Linked DNA regions of Mus musculus: region 2 is linked to region 1. Evidence: chromatin contacts called from public Hi-C data. All regions are on one chromosome and are shown on one strand. Each heading gives the region's core, a stretch centred on a gene start, on an enhancer-like site or on the middle of the called end of the contact. The rest is flanking DNA. Distances are from core to core; before and after follow the strand shown.

Evidence for each region. A called contact is a pair of places that touch in the nucleus more often than the background predicts.
Region 2: a Hi-C map of cerebral cortex shows a contact between it and region 1, with 3 times the contacts expected there. The contact joins the enhancer-like site here to the promoter of Tlcd3a in region 1. A contact is called at or near these places in 1 of 39 promoter capture datasets (the SN4741 cell line), 1 of 484 Hi-C or Micro-C datasets (cerebral cortex) and 3 of 9 other capture datasets (adipose tissue, embryonic stem cells and liver).

The regions. Positions count from the first base shown.
Region 1 is chr11:76,200,133-76,203,584 of GRCm38.p6, forward strand. Tlcd3a (TLC domain containing 3A) reads left to right here and starts at 1,960. Exons shown (of 5, transcript NM_027773.4): 1 at 1,960-2,123; 2 at 2,420-2,503. The coding sequence starts at 2,002.
Region 2 is chr11:76,041,355-76,044,806 of GRCm38.p6, forward strand. No RefSeq gene overlaps it. Among named protein-coding and RNA genes, the nearest start is that of Rflnb, 15 kb to the left of the region's middle. Within about 2 kb of position 1,812, at least 43 of the 459 cell types and tissues checked have an H3K27ac peak or open chromatin away from gene starts, as enhancers often do. A contact at or near this core is called in adipose tissue and cerebral cortex, where this site is marked.

The DNA.
Region 1 (3,452 bases), core at 710-3,209:
AAGATGTTTGTTAAGGCTTGAAGGCTTGGAGTGGGTTGGGAATGTAGCTCAGTAGTTAAACACATGCTTGACAAGTGTAAGGCTGCAGGCTGGATACTCAACATGGCAAAAACATACTCTGAAGGATGGACAGGTTTGTTGGCGTTTGCTTGGTTTGTTGTGGTTGTTTTGAGACAGGGTTTTTCTGTGTAGCCCTGACAGTCCTAGAACTTGTTCTGTAGACCAGGCTGGCCTTGGACCAAGAGATCCAACTGCCTCTGCCTCCCTAGTGCTGGGATCAAAGGCATGGCTTTCATTTATTATTACTTTAGTTCAGTGCTCCCTCCTACCTTCCCTTAGGGCTTGGCACTTTTGGTTCAGCGTTATCATTTTCCCAAAGGAGTTTGACCACCTGAAAAAACAAGTTCAATTTTATGCTTATTGACTTTATGGTGAATCAATCTAAACACCGTGGTGACTTCTTTGGACACAATGTTGGAAGCTGATTTTTCTTTTATGTCCATATATGAAACACCAGTTGCTAGGAGTCTAGGAGAGGCCAGTGTTAGCATGCTTATTACATGCTGCTTTCTCTCCCAGCTGAGAGGGTAAGTCACAGAGAGAGCTGGAGATGACCACGATGCATGCATAGGGGATAGAAAGTGGGATGCAGAAAGATGTTTTCTGGAGAGAATGAAAAGTTTACAGATAGATAGATGTTCATATTGAGAGTCTTATTTGTGAGTCCCCCTGGTACCAAACTGAAGAGTCCTTTTCATTTTACTGTCTATGTTAGTTGCGAACTGGGGGGGCAGAGATGCAGCCTGCCCTAAGTGTATGACAGCCCAGTTCTCTTTGAGCTTTGTTACTTTCATTTCAACTAAACTCACATTAGCAACATATAGGGAGATATGAAGAGCTGTCTTCACCCAAAAGGGATCACAGCCTAGCAATAGTAAAATTACATATAAAAGAGGAATTACCTTTTAAAGTTTAGAAAATCTCAGACTCAATAATTATATACAAATTGAAACAAGCAAAAGATATATTTGTTATATTTCTATACCATTAACCGAATGTTAATTTATTGGCATCTTTCAGAAACCATCTGTTATTTTATAGCGATCCCAGAATCATAAGACTTCACAACTGGAAAAGCCTTGAAGGGCATGTATCCAGTTTCCTCCCTCCACAGTTGAGGAAATACGTGGCCCAGAATGGCTGAGCCCAGTTGTTCCCGCCAAAGCACTCTAATGAGACTTTGCAGAGCAGTATTCATGCCGGTGATTTGAAGAGACCTGTAGTACTTTTCCATGTTACTGGGCATTAATGAATTGTAAGACCCACCTACCCACACATTCACACATTTATGAAGTTAGGAAGCTACAAACCAAAGCAGTTTCTCTCCCCAGGAAAAGCTAGCGATACTGAGACAACTGGACTGTCTCGCAAGTTTCAAGGTGCTAAATTAAAGTGGAATCATTTGGTCCAAGAACTGTTAAATAAGGTCACAGCTGTAATCCTCAACACAGTTTCCAAGACTCAGGTAGTATCTGGACCCAAAGCCAAGAGGTCCGTAAGTTCCACAGCAGGGAGGAAACACAGGCTTTGAAGCCTCTTTGGGGATTCATCCCTGAGAAGCCACTCTGTGACTGTCACTCCCTTTGGAAGTGACAATGCTCTGTGTATGAGAACAGATGGCCATAGCCCGCCCGGTCCTTCAGCCAGAGACCTGGGATCCAGGACCGCATCGTGCACGTCCTGCAGGGAGGCCCCTGGCCGCGCCCGCGGGGACAGAGAGGGGACCAGGCAGCCTCACAACTAGACCCCGCCCCAGCTCCTGCCCGCGCCTATCGCGGCCGGCGCGCTGGTCACGCGGGGGAGCGCCGCGGGCGGGCGGCCAGTGCCGGCGGGGCCCGAGTGGCGGCGGCCGGGCGGGGCGGGTGGAGATTAGAAATAGGGAGAGCCGGCCAAGCCGCCAGCCCGGAGCACGCCGCGCAGCGAGCGGCCGCACCCGCATCCATGCTGCTGACTCTAGCCAGCGGCGCGCTCTTCTTCCCCGGGCTCTTCGCGCTCAGCATCTGGGCGCTGCACCGTTTGCGGCCCGGATGGACGGAAGACGACTGCCTGACGGTCGGCACCAGGTATCACACTCCGCCGCCTGCCCCGGCGGGGCGCTGCCCTCTGCTGCGGACCTGCGCGGGGCTGCGGGCGGGAAGGGGGCGACGGGAAGCGCCCCTCGGTTCGCAGCGGACCTGGGAGGGAAGGGCAGGGAGTGTGCGACTCCCGCCCGCTGCCCTTGCTCTGGGCATCGCGGCGCCATGGCCGCCCTGGAGGGCGCCTCGGCCCGGGAAAGGCAGGTTGGAGTTCGTGCTTTGTGCTGTCCGTAGTCCTGGAGTAAAAACGCTTTCTTTGGTTTCTCTTCTCTGCCCCACCTCAGGTTAGTGTCCTCAGTGCAGGCAGTGCTGGCCACCTGGGCGGGGCTCACCGTCATCATCTCCTGCAAGAACGTGGTCTCAGACAGGTAAAGTCCCTTCCGAGGTGGGAAGTACAAATACCCGGGCTGAGGGCCCCTCCCACTCCAAATTTTAACATCTTAGTGGCTCACGGATACTAATTCTTTGTCATGCTATGATGTATGTGATTGCCTGGTGGTAAAACCAGTGCACCCTAATTAGTGCTTTCCTCTTGCTGCTTCCAACATCCCACTTTAGGAGAACCGAGGGGAAAGTGGAAAAATGCTATAGAGCAAGAAACTGAGCCAGACTTAAAGTAATGCGTTAAAGGACAGTGTGGTCTGACAGTCCCTCTTTATGAATGGGAGGATGGCTTTTGGTTCTTTTAAATGCTCTCTGGGTTCTCTCTCTGGAACAGCCTTTAGCAGAGATAGTAGCAGTGTCTGTGACCAACTTCTGACCTCGAGGTCCACCCTCTCTTGCCCGCAGATGCTGTTCTTGCTTTCCCCCTTTGCTCAAGATAAAAAAGAGGTCTCTGGTACCTTCAGAAAACTGAAACATTTGTGCCCAAAGTCAGGCCAGAAAGTGTTATCTGTAACATTTAAGTAGGACAAATCATAAATTAAGACCAGGATGGACTATCCTGTTTAGACATGGGTGGCGGTGGTGCTTTTGTTTTATCTGTAGACCTGACCTCCTCCATCTGTCTCCCAAGCGTGGAATAACAAGCAGATGTGCCACCACACTAAGATGCTCTTATTTATCTTCCCACTTGGGCTCTTCAAACCACTTTTCTTCCAGAGAAGCTAAAGGATGATGGGCAGGAGCCCAGAGAAAGTTGGTCAGCCTCTCCTGATTTTCCACCCTGCAGGTCCTGTTTTCCCTGCTGGAAGAGGAGGCAGAGGAGAGAATGAGACTGTCTCTCAGTGGCCTGGGATCTTACGTGGGCTTGATTAGACTGTCACCATTTCCTGTCTTTCTTTCTCTCTTTCTTTCTTTCTCTCTCTCTCTCTCTCT
Region 2 (3,452 bases), core at 562-3,061, 160 kb before region 1:
AAGGTAAAAGCTGACCTTGTGCTGTTGGCTGTGAATGCAGCTGGGTCAGGAAAGCAGGATACATTTCTACTTGGCTGTCTGATTAAAGTCAGCCCAGGGAAGGCAGACTGGCCACTTGAGGCTACACACCTACTGTCAGTCCTTCCAGCCACAGACTCAGCCGTGGCGAATGATAACAAGCTTTCATTTACCTCGGCCCAGAGAGACAGACTCACACCTGGTCCAGTGCGACCTGTACAGCCCCGTTGACTCTGTGTCTCAGAGGCACGGTCTCATTCTGCAACCCAGTTGGTCTAGAACTATGTAGCCCAGGCTGGCTTCAAACTCACAGAAATCCTCCTGCCTCAGGTCACTGGGAAGAGCTGGGGTTAGTGGCACATACTCCTTCAATATTAGCACTTGGGAGGCAGAAGCAGGAAGAACAGGACTTCAAGGCCAGCCTTGCTAATTAGCGAAATCAAGGCCAGCCTGGATCTATCTGTCTCATTAAAACAAAACAAAACAAAACAAAAACCTCCAAAGATTACTGAAAAGATTTATAATCCTTTTTCACAGATGTTACAAGCTAAGGCACAGAGGATCAATGTCTGGCCCAATGTCAGAGTGCTAGGACCAGACCTGCAGAGCAGGGATTCTGTGGAAGTTTCCATCCCGGTCTGCTTTTGTTTCCAGTGGACACATTCTTCATAGGCCACTGCTCACCAGTGCTCCCTTTGCCTGGCTTTGTAGGTGAGAAGGCGGAGGACTGGTAGGAAAATCATCCTACACGAAGCCCTCCAGGGTGGGTAATCGGAAGTGCTTCTTTTCTCAAGAGAGTCATCCCTGGCTGGCCTGTGGAAGCAGGAGCTGGTGACGATGGATGGAAAGTAAGTAAAGATCTCAGGCCAGACTAATGGAAGTGCTGCAGCAGATTTTCCACTGTTGAAAGAAACATCAGAATTCCCTAAAAGATCTCATTGCAGAATGCCCACCCAGCTGTGGAGGAGACAGGACTAAGTTGCTCTGCATAGGCAAGGGATCTCTGGGCAGCCACATGGGAAACTGGGCTGAGACTGGGACAGGAAGGGGAGGGAAAGCCAAGGGATGGAAACTCGGTGCAAAGTGGAATCCAAACCAGAAGCAGAACACTTGACACACATTCAGACGCTGGGTGCCACTGCAGTTGGACGGCCAGCGATGGCTCAGGACTGCCACGTTCTCTTTAGACTGTTCCCTCCACCTGCCTCACTGCTGGAAGGGAAGCTCGAGGCTCTTCCTAGGGTCCCTTCTGTTTTCTGTCAGCAGTAGAGAAGACATTCTAGCAAATGACATTCAGTAATGCTTTAATTAACTGAAGTATTTTTGTATTTCAAGATGCACCAAGAAATTAATTCCAGATGGGCAAAAGGAAAGACACTTACACAAAAGAATGATCTTTTTTTTGAGAGAAATTTACATCTCCCAAAGGTGCAAAATTCTGCAGGTTCAACATGCTTTTTTGACGGACAGTTAGGATGGGACTGGAAATTTTTATTTCATTTGTAAAACGTAATGGTTCTCTTCATGTCTGCTGGCTTTTCACAAGCCTGTTTCCAAGGCTACTTAAATGGCCCGATGCAGTCAGCCCGAACTATTTTATTTTTGGGAATCCAACTTGGAGTAGACAAGAAGTGTGGAACTTGCCTTCCCCCTCAAGCAAACTGGTTATTTTGAGACCTCGCTTCCTAGGGAGAGGAATGACATTTCCAGCTGCGTGTTTCTGGCACTTCCCTGAGCCTTCTGTAAACAGGGAGCCAGGCTTCCTCTTCCAATAGCAACTCAAAGGGGATGGGCCTGAGTAACACCCCCACAGCAGGCAGCAGGCAGGACCTGCGCTCTCTGTTCTAAGAGCCACTTGAGATGTATGCACAATGGGCACCTTTCTGGGTGCTGGGCAGAGTCTTGGGTGCTGAGTCTTTGTTCTGCCAGAAAAGAATTTTCTTTTCAGTGACAGACATGAACCCAAGGCTTTGAACCTGCAAGGCTCTGTGAGAGGCCAGTGGTTCTTTGTGGCTCCTGTTTTGTAGGCATAGTCTAAATGAAACTTTCTCTAGCCTGACATCTCTAAGCCAGCTATCTGCTCTAACAGAAGATATGCAAAGAACTCTTAAATTTTGTTGCTGTTGTTCATTCTGTTTTTCTGCTATAGGGTCTTACTATGTAGCCCTGGTTAGTCTGGAAGCCACTACACAGCCTGGCCTCTAACTCCTGAGGTCTGCCTTCCACTGCCTCCTTAGTATTAGAATTAAAGGTACGTACCATATGCCTAGCTATGTATGTTTTGAAGTAGAAGTAACAATAATAGACAAAGCTTCTGGCTGAAGCCTCAAGTTAGATAGCCAGAGAAAATGGGCTACAGGACTCTTTCAATAAAGTCCTTTTCTTTTCACTGCAAGGGGTGATAGCATTCTACAGTTGGTCCTCTATACCTGTGGGTCACACAAGTGTGGTTTCAACCAAAGGCAGTAATAGTGTCTGGGAGGTGGGGAGGACTGGGCCTGTCTGAGCCTACAAACTAGTTTTTAAATTGTGACTAGTCCCTAAGCCACTCAGTGTTAACAACTATTTATTTCCAGGTATGGAAGTGCACACCTGTAGCTGAGAATCCAGCTTGGGTTATGAATTCAAGGTCAGCCTGGACCACATTGTGAGACTGTATTAAAACAAAACAAAACCACTATCAAAAACCAAAAACAACCCCAGCAACCCAACTATTTATGTAGTATTTACATTATATGAGGCACTATACATAGTCCAGAGGTACTCAGATTCAACTAAAGGATGTGCTGGGATTGTTTACACACACGGTGCTATTTTATAGAAGAGACAGAGTATCTGCATGGGGTGTGTGTGGTCCTGGAAGCAGTCTCCTGTGGATACTGACAGACAACTGTAATCACCTGTGTGGCTCCTAAGCATAGACCCAGCAGGCTCCTCTGCAGACTCACAGTTCAGTCTCTAGACATCTGCATTTCTCAGAGGGCCCCGAGGGAGTCTAATGCATTCCCCAGGTGAGGAAGAGGCTGTACAGAACATGCTGGATTCAGTCTTCATCAAGAAGACATTTAACATAACTCCTACTGACACCTATCTGCTGGCTCCTACGTGGTTTCTGACAGCGTGATACATCAAGTCAGTCACTTCGCTGCTGTGACCACTGACTGGGAGAAACAGCCGCTTGACCGCTCAGTACCACCATAGAGATTGGCTGGAAAACCAGCCTCTCATGAATGAGCCAAAAAGACAAGTTTAATAAGCTGTGTGCGCACAGCACACAGTACACAGTAGCCAGGGGTGGGAGGAGCCCACTGGCTTCAGCTCCCCAGGGTGGGTGGCAGGTGGCTGACTTGGCTGTGCTGTCTGGGGATAGCCACATGCCTGCTTTCCAATAGGGCAGCACAGAGGGGACCCCCAGCCCCCAGCTAAGGCCCAGT